Linked DNA regions of Gossypium arboreum: region 1 is linked to region 2. The links are chromatin contacts, called in public Hi-C maps. All regions are on one chromosome and are shown on one strand. The core of a region is the stretch at or near the end of the contact, and the rest is flanking DNA. Distances in the headings are between cores, read along the strand shown. Region 1 holds the start of LOC108486162 (classical arabinogalactan protein 25). Region 2 holds the start of LOC108486953 (serine/threonine-protein kinase RUNKEL-like).

The links. A called contact is a pair of places that touch in the nucleus more often than the background predicts.
Region 1: a Hi-C map of leaf shows a contact between it and region 2, with 2.6 times the contacts expected there. The contact joins the promoter of LOC108486162 here to the promoter of LOC108486953 in region 2. A contact is called at or near these places in 2 of 5 Hi-C or Micro-C datasets (both in leaf).

Annotation. Positions count from the first base shown.
Region 1 is chr10:101,727,884-101,732,323 of ASM2569848v2, forward strand. LOC108486162 (classical arabinogalactan protein 25) reads left to right here and starts at 1,728. Exons shown (of 1, transcript XM_017790037.2): 1 at 1,728-2,637. The coding sequence starts at 1,991. The coding sequence ends at 2,407.
Region 2 is chr10:101,556,833-101,561,293 of ASM2569848v2, forward strand. LOC108486953 (serine/threonine-protein kinase RUNKEL-like) reads left to right here and starts at 2,303. Exons shown (of 11, transcript XM_017791122.2): 1 at 2,303-2,611; 2 at 2,728-2,817; 3 at 3,022-3,074; 4 at 3,167-3,242; 5 at 3,438-3,499; 6 at 3,618-3,696; 7 at 3,791-3,850; 8 at 4,000-4,461. The coding sequence starts at 2,564.

The DNA.
Region 1 (4,440 bases), core at 478-2,977, 170 kb after region 2:
GCTTTTAATGAATTATGAAGAGGATTTTATATAGGTTAACTGATTATATTCAAAAAAACTTTCAGGTATAATGAAACTCTAATTAATCTAAATAATAGTTTTAGTATAACTAAATTTTCTTGTTGAGTAAGAAATATAAAACTCTTAAACAACTTTAAATATTTAAAATATCCTAAAATTCAAATAAATAAATAATAAAATAATAAAACTTAATAGATAAAATATCGGTAATCATATATAATCAGAATTAGACATTAAACTCGAACTTAATATGCTTTAAACTTGAATTAAAACCTAAAATTCGTAATTTCTCGTAATAAATCGTCTAAAAACTTTGATCGCACAGTCTTTAGTAAAATGGTCATAACTTAAGCGTCTGGAGTCGAAATCGAATGATTCAAAGTGTGAGATAACTCTTCGAACGGTATGTAGACATCTCAACTAAAAAATGCTTAGATTCCATGCAAAAATTCATCGCAAGTCAATTGATCTTCCTAATTTGAAAATTAACAGCTTAATTAAATTAATTTTAATAAATTCTACCCCATCCATGCATGTATCTTAGCGGAGACTATTACAGAGATGGTTGATTGTATAATGTAAAATCAAATTAGTACAAAGAACAAGGGACAAAACTTGATTCAAATGGAGCGGTGGTTAAATTTCTTGCCAAACACCCATTTATCATGGATTCAAATAATGTTATCCCATCTTCTACTTGAATATTATATATAAAAATTAGATAAAATCCATATATAACATATACACAAAATGAAATAATTAAAGGTCCACACGTGTATAATAATTCAAATTTAAATATTTGTTTAAATGTATAATTTCTTATATTAGTAATTTTTTTTTGGTAAAATCATTTTTCTTGGATACCAGTTAAATCTTATATTAATAATATTTAAATGTATAATTTATTATGTTCATTATTTTTCAAAATGATCGTGTACCAGACTGTAGGGTTTTAACTTTTCAATACTATCATGAGGTGGGAAACAAACTTTTAGAGTAATTTAAACTTTCCTCAATTCAAACGAAAAACTAAAATAAATGAAAAGAAACCCTTACATGAGAAAAAAAGATTATTTCAAATTTTAAAAAATTGTTCTCACTTTTTTTAATTAAATTTGACCTTTTAATTTTTAAAATAATTAAATTTGACCATCAACTTGTTAAAAAGAATTAAATTATTGTTTCCTAATAAAAATATTAATTAAAATATTAAATTTTTAAACATAGTAGTTCGAATAACAATCTACATGTAGTTCATACTAATTTTTAAATTTTTATAAAATTTTTATATTTTTTAATTTTAAATAATTTTATTTTATATTTTAAAATTATTTATTGATATGACATATAAGACAAATAATATTATGTCAACATGATAATATATATGGAGTGATATACGGTTCTTATACCAACATTATTAAAAATTAACAATATAGTCAATATATACATTAAAAAATAATTTAACTCTTTTTAAAAAGTTAAATATTAAATTTAACTTAAAAAGAAAATAAAGAGTAAATTAATAAAATATATAAATATTAAAAGCGGGGTTTAACATTATTCCTATAAAAATTAAGCACAGTTGAAATTGATTAGCCAAAATATAAGGATTTGCCGAAGTCACGGGCTGTAAAGGAAGAATCATCAGCTAACGAACATGTCACACCAAAAAAACAAAAAATCACTAATCTTTTTTCTGTTGTCTTCTTTTCTACATTGCCAACCTGTATTTTCTCACCACTGACCCCTTGTAATTTGCCACGTTACAATTTGGGTCTCAATAGAGATACCCTTAGTCTTTCCTTTTTAAGGGACTCCATCATCACTCCCTACTGCCTCTTACCTAAAGCCTCACTCCTTTTTCTCCCACCTTTCCTTTTTGCTTTTCTTCACTACAACCCCTTCTTCATTTACCCACATATTATATATAACATTTGACACTCAACCTTGATTTCTTCATCATTAGGAAATGGCCTCCTTTTGCTTTCTCTTACTACCCATCATGATCATGTATTTCATTGCTTCATCACCTTTGCCATCTTTAGCTTCTCGGCTGAGTTCAGATACCCCAACGATATCAGCATCACCAGTATCAGTGTCGGATCCTCCATTGTCCCCTTTCCAACCATTATCACCTGATATTGCTCCTTTGTTGCCATCTCCTGGTGGAGTGGTGCCTACTAGTGGCTCATCGATGCCAACCATCCCTTCCACCCCAAGTCCCCCTAACCCCGACGATTTCATCGCCCCCGGTCCAACTTCCGCGTTCGAACCGTTCGGACCATTGCCGGTTTCTTCTTCATCTCCAATATTTTTGCTTTCGTCTCTACACTTGACAACTTTTTCGGTTCTGGTAGTACCTTACTGCTTACTGCACCTACTGTAAATTCATTTGTTGATTGTAATACTTTACTCTTTAATTTGCTCATCTTCCTTCATTTATTATTATTTTTTGTTTCAACTGCCATGGTGCATCATTATAATGTATCTAGCTAGCTACTGTAATAAAATCCGAACTACAGTGTATGATTGAGAATCATGAATCATGTGTTGTTCTTCGCTATTAAAGCTATCATGGCTTTTAAAATCCTTTAGTGAAAACTTTGAATTTTAAAATTTGGATTTAAATTTTAATAATGGTGTGAATTGAGTACTATTTATTTTATGCTTTACATAATAAATTAATCTCAATCTAAATCTAAATTTTAAACATTTATTTTCAAGTATTACATCAAATTTTAAAGAGAATGATATAGGAAAAATAGGGATGTTTATAATTCAGTTAAAATTGAATTAATCAACTAAATTAATTTAATTCGGTTAATTAATCGGAGGTCGATTAATAATTTTTAAAATTTTAATTATTAGTTAATTCAGTTCAAATCGAGTAATTAATCAAATTAAATAATTAACTGAATAAATAATATAAATTATATATAATTTTTAACTATTTGTTTAGTTGTTAACTTTTAAGATTTATGTAGTGTTTTTAATGTCTTATTTGTTATTTTCATTTCCATTTAATTTTTTTAAACTATTAAAAAAAGAAAATGAATATTAGTAATGTTTTTTTATATATTTTATACTTATTTTAATCAAAAATAAAAATATATAAATTTTGGTTAAGAGCAATTCGATTTTGGGTATTAATCGAACTTACCATTTGAACACCCTAAATAAAAGTACCATAGAAGTTCTTATAGTAGGAGTGAGATTACATTTTATACACTTTACTCAGAAAGAGATAAATTTGTTATTCTGTTAAAAATTTCATCAATTTCTATTATTAAAAATTGATCTTTATACATCAACATGACATACATGTAGCACATCACGTATTACTATTTGATTATTTCGTTAGACAAGTCAATTTTTAATAACATAAATAGATAAAATTTTTAACAAAGAAAATTAATTTATAAAAAATAATTTATTATTTTTTAAAATCTACAAACGCCAAATAATAATGAATTATGAAAATGAAGGGACGCTATACCGGCCGGGGATATGTTGATGATCCTATCGGTTGTCACATGATATAGTAGGTGCGTGGCATGTGAGGCAGACCGAATGACCAAAAAATTGGTGTCTTTTTGTTTCATTTGAAGAATTAGAATCCATCACATGTTGGCTGATTGTATGATTAAACATATAGAAACAGGTGTTTAGGTAAACATGTTTTGTCTGTTTTGAGACTGCCTTGCAATCCAATTACTTAATTGGCGCTTTTTCATTTATTTATTTCTCCTTTTAGAGTCCCATACTGCACTTACAACACCACCTACACGTGAATTATTCATAGTTAAGTATTTTGATATATACAATAATTTGTGTTATATTTATATAAAAATATACTACATATATTAGGTTTCAAGCTTTGGGATCTAAGAAATCTTCACTTTACTACCTTTTTGGTTAATCCAGCTTTGGGATCTAAATTCAAATTTTTAAAAAAACATAATTAGTAGGACACAATCCAACATAATCACAAGATTGCTTGTCTTTTTTAATCTTTAACTCACTCCCAGATTAAAATTTTAATTTTATTTAATCAGTAGTAAATTGTCAAGTAAGGAATGGAAATCATTTAAATGACAGGTGTTCTTGGATTCAAATGAAAAAAAAAATTCAAACTATCAAGCATTATAGTTGGAGGAAAAAATATATTTATCTTTTATTTTCTTCTTTAATATGCAAGGTTCAGAGACCCATAGACCAGACTAAGCAAACACTATTTTCATATTATACATTTTGATTTCGCTTAATATTTGATTTAGTATTCGAGTTATACAATTTTTTTAATGTGATATTTACGTTATTTTTGATCTAATTTGATATTCGTATTTGATAAAATTTGTATATTTTGATATTTAAAGGTAACGATATTAATTTTTTAATATTTAGTTTAGATTTTAGAGT
Region 2 (4,461 bases), core at 1,053-3,552:
ATGCATTTACTATTTGGCGTGACCAGTTAGACCATCTTGGATCATATATAATGCGAAAATTAATTGAGAATTTATATGGCCATTCATTAAAGAACCATAAGATTTTTTAATTTAAAGAATTCTAATTTGTTGCTTGTTCCCAATGAAAATTGATTCTTAGAAACTTATTGGCTAAAGTTGAGATTTAATGTCTTGCATTTCTGAAATGAATATGAGTCCATTCATCCACCATGTGGATGGTTTTGATATTATATGATTTTGGTAGATGTATCTACAAAATAATCAATTATGTGTTATCAACTTAGAATTTATCGTTTGCAAGATTGTTTGTTTAAATAATTAATTTCAGATAATGTAATTAAGACAATTTATCTTGATAGCACTGATGAGTTTATATATAAATCTTTTATTGATTGAGTCTGAAAATTTTTTGTAAAAATTTGTTATTTATGCGTATAATGGTTTAAAGAAATTATTGATTGAACGTCTCTAATTAATGGCTAAACCATTACTTACGAGGACTAAACTTTCTATTTCAACATAAGACTATTTTTTTACATATTGTACGCATCAAATCACTAAGTTATAAATACTTTCCATTATAATTGGTTTTTAATCAAGAGCTAAATATTTCTCATCTTTGAATTTTTGTATGTACATATATGTTCCAATTACTTCACCACAATGCACAAATATGAGTGAATCTTCAAAGAAAGTTGGGAATATATATTAATTACCAGCCTCTTTATATTATTATATGTTTTAAATTAGAGATTCAATTATGACATGATTTGTGATTATTATTTTGATTTGATAGTTTTTCTGACATTAGGGGGGAGAGAACTAATAACTTGTAATGAGTTAGGGGAAGAGTAATTTGAACCAGAAGCTCAACAAGGATAACTCATTACAAGTTCCAAGTATAAAAATTCTTATAAAAGAAAATAATAAATCTAGATCGTCATATAGTGAATATGGGTGTTCTAGAAGGGACTCAAGACATAACTAATAAGTAAAACTCTAGAAGAGATTCAAGTACCTAAAACTGAAGATTAAACTAGTGGAAATAAAATATCTCGATAAGTTATGTCAATTCAAGAAAATGTGGAATCGATAATAAAAGTGGTCGATAATAGTTTTTCATACAATATTATTGTTGAAATAATGAAATAAAATGAGAAGCTTGAATAAATCTATTGAAAAATACACACACACACACACACACACACATATATATATATATATATATGTAATATATTGTTCAAAATAGAAAACACAACACAAGTACAACTAAAATTGTGGAGTTTCTGGACCAGTAGTCGAAATATCTAAATGTATAAAGCCAATGAGGATATAAATGAAGTAGTTTTGCAAAATTAAAATAAAAATCCGAAGTTTTTCATTAAGTCCTGACATTGATTACGAAAAGATATAATATTCCTTTATTGTGGATGCAAAACCTTTAGATATATTATTAATCTGGTAGTTCATAAAAAATTTAACTTGCGTCTAATGGTTGTTGTTACAACATTTTATGAATCACTATATAATAAAGCTTATATTAAAATCCTTAAAGGATTTAGAATGCTAGACGTATATTAAAATTCTCGGGAAATTGTTCGTTTATATGAATTAAAATAATTTGAACATGATAAATTTGACTTAGTGAATAATAGTTAAAAGAGGATTATAAAATGATCCAAAATACTTATTTGTATTTCTATAGAAGAATCATAATTAAAGTTTGCTATGATTATTGTTAAAATTCTGAAAAGATCAAAATATATTTCCCTTAAAATTTTCCTTACTCATCATTTTCAAAAGAATGATGATATAAATGTTCATTTGAAAAGTTAGTATTCAAGATTGAATATGTAGAATATGAGATATTATGCGATGTTTTCATGAGGAGGAGTAAATACATGTTGTATTCTGTTTTGTTCAATCAATGTTTTGTTCTATTAAGTTTCCTGGTAAAGAATTTTAACAAGGCAACTTTTAACGAAGTGTTATAAATATATTATTAAGTAGATGTTTATTAAGATCAAAATACTTTTTATATATATAAATAGAGAGTTTGAAGAAACTTTGTAGATATTATGATTAATTAATAAAATACGCTATTTTTTGCGCTTCCATTATCTTATTATTTATTCTCTATTTATTTATTTTATAACATATATTTTAATTTCACCAAATAATTATTACATTTTTATTCTATTTTATTTCAACGAACTGAACATACTCTTTTATTTTATATTCTATTTCTACTTAACAATTATTATATTTTTACTCTATTCTATTTTGTAAATACGGGATATTGGTTGGATATGAGAGAAGGATTTTACATGCTGTAAATGCCGGATGGCATAGCACGGAATGAAGCGAGTATTTATGTATTCTCGTTTTTTGATTTTTAATTCACATTAATTTCCCGCTTATTTCTACAGTCTCGTCAGTTCTCTCTCCTTCATTTGACAGCAAAATCGCTAAAAGCCAATAATCCTCAATCTTTATCCCAAAATACCCTCCTCTGCTCTCCGAGAGTTTTCCGATCTCAACAATGAACCACTATCACATCTACGAAGTCATCGGTCGTGGCAAATACTCGGTAATAAATGCCTCTCATTCTCTCAGATTCCGGTGAAACTTTCGTCGCCGATTGAGTTCGTTTTCGCTACATTTTATCATTTTTTACTTATTTAAGTTCTCAATGGTTTTTTATAGACCGTGTATAAAGGAAGGAAGAAGAAGACGATTGAGTATTTCGCAATCAAAAGCGTCGATAAATCACAGCGGCACAAAGTTCTTCAAGAAGTAACTTGATTTTAAAAAAGAAAGTTTGATATGATTTGGATAATTAAGCCGATATTTATGTATTTTTAGCTTGTTTTTATTTGACAAGATCCTTGTTGAAGTTTATTTTTTGAATCTTTTGTAATTGTGGTTTATTTACAACTTCAGCTGCTAATTCTGCAATTTTAGCTTCCGTTTTTACTATTTTTGCCTTTTTTCTTCCAGGTTAGGATACTTCATTCATTAAATGATCCGTATATTCTAAAGTTTTACTCATGGTATTTTTTTCCCCAATTTAGATATTGGATTACTTGCGAATTTTTTTTGGCATATTTAAGGTTGTCTCGATTTTGTTACTTTGTGTATCAAGGTATGAAACTTCTGCACATTTGTGGTTGGTTTTGGAATACTGTACGGGCGGAGACCTCATGACCTTATTACGGCAGGTACTTCACGGATTACCTTTTCCCCCTTTTTCTAAATGTTTCAGTTCTTTAAGTAGCCTTCAAAAAAAAGTTCTTTTAAGTACGAAAGGAACTTTAGGATTTTCTTGTTCTCATTTGCTAAGATAGATTTGAGGATCTTGAATGCGGGTATGCTAGTTTAGGATTGCATTTATCATTTTTTTTTATGGATTTCAGGATGGTAAACTGCCGGAAGATTCAATTTATTTTTTGGCCTATGATCTTGTCCGAGCTTTGCAGTAAGCATCCTTTTTTTTTTCTCGTTTATTATTGCAGTTTGTGTATTGTATGTAATATGTTTTTGTTCTTCATTTAACACCTTTCGTAAGTTACTAATGGAAATATTGTTGTTATTAGATATTTACATTCAAAAGGAATCATTTACTGTGATTTAAAACCGTCAAACATCCTTTTGGACGAGAATGGCCATACAAAGGTATCTATCCCCTGTTACGAACATGCAATATTGAGTTGCTATTACCTACATCCTTTGCAATTGAGTTTCACCTTTTGGTATTCGTGCGATGCAGTTATGTGACTTTGCACTTGCTAGAAAGTTGAGTGATATATCTAAAACACCTTCTTCCATGGTAGGTTCTTGTAGGCGTTGTGGCATTCTGTGCCTATACATGAATTACATTGTCAATTTAATCTTCACTAGGTTATGGAAATCTTTTCAATTTCTTCTCCCTTTCTGAGTTGTTCATTGTTGTGCTTTCTACTATTTGCACTTGTTTAGCTGCCACAAGCAAAGCGAGGAACACCTTGTTATATGGCCCCTGAATTGTTTGAGGATGGAGGTGTCCATTCTTTTGCATCTGATTTTTGGGCCCTAGGTTGTGTGCTATACGAGTGTTATACAGGGAGGCCTCCTTTTGTAGGAAAGGAATTCACTCAACTTGTAAAATCCATTCTCTCAGATCCAACTCCTCCACTTCCAGGAAGTCCAAGCTCTTCTTTTGTCAATATTGTTAATTCTTTGCTGATTAAAGATCCAGCTGAAAGAATAAAATGGTTTGAGCTTTGTTTACATGCCTTTTGGAGGACAAAATTTTCTCTGGTAGCTTTCCCTCCTCAGCCTGCTTTTGAAAACATGATTGAGTTATATGCTAAACCATGTCTCTCAGAGCGTAACAGTGACAGATCTTCTCAAAGCAAGACTCCTAAATATAGGGAAAAAGTTTCAAAAGGGGCTTCAAGA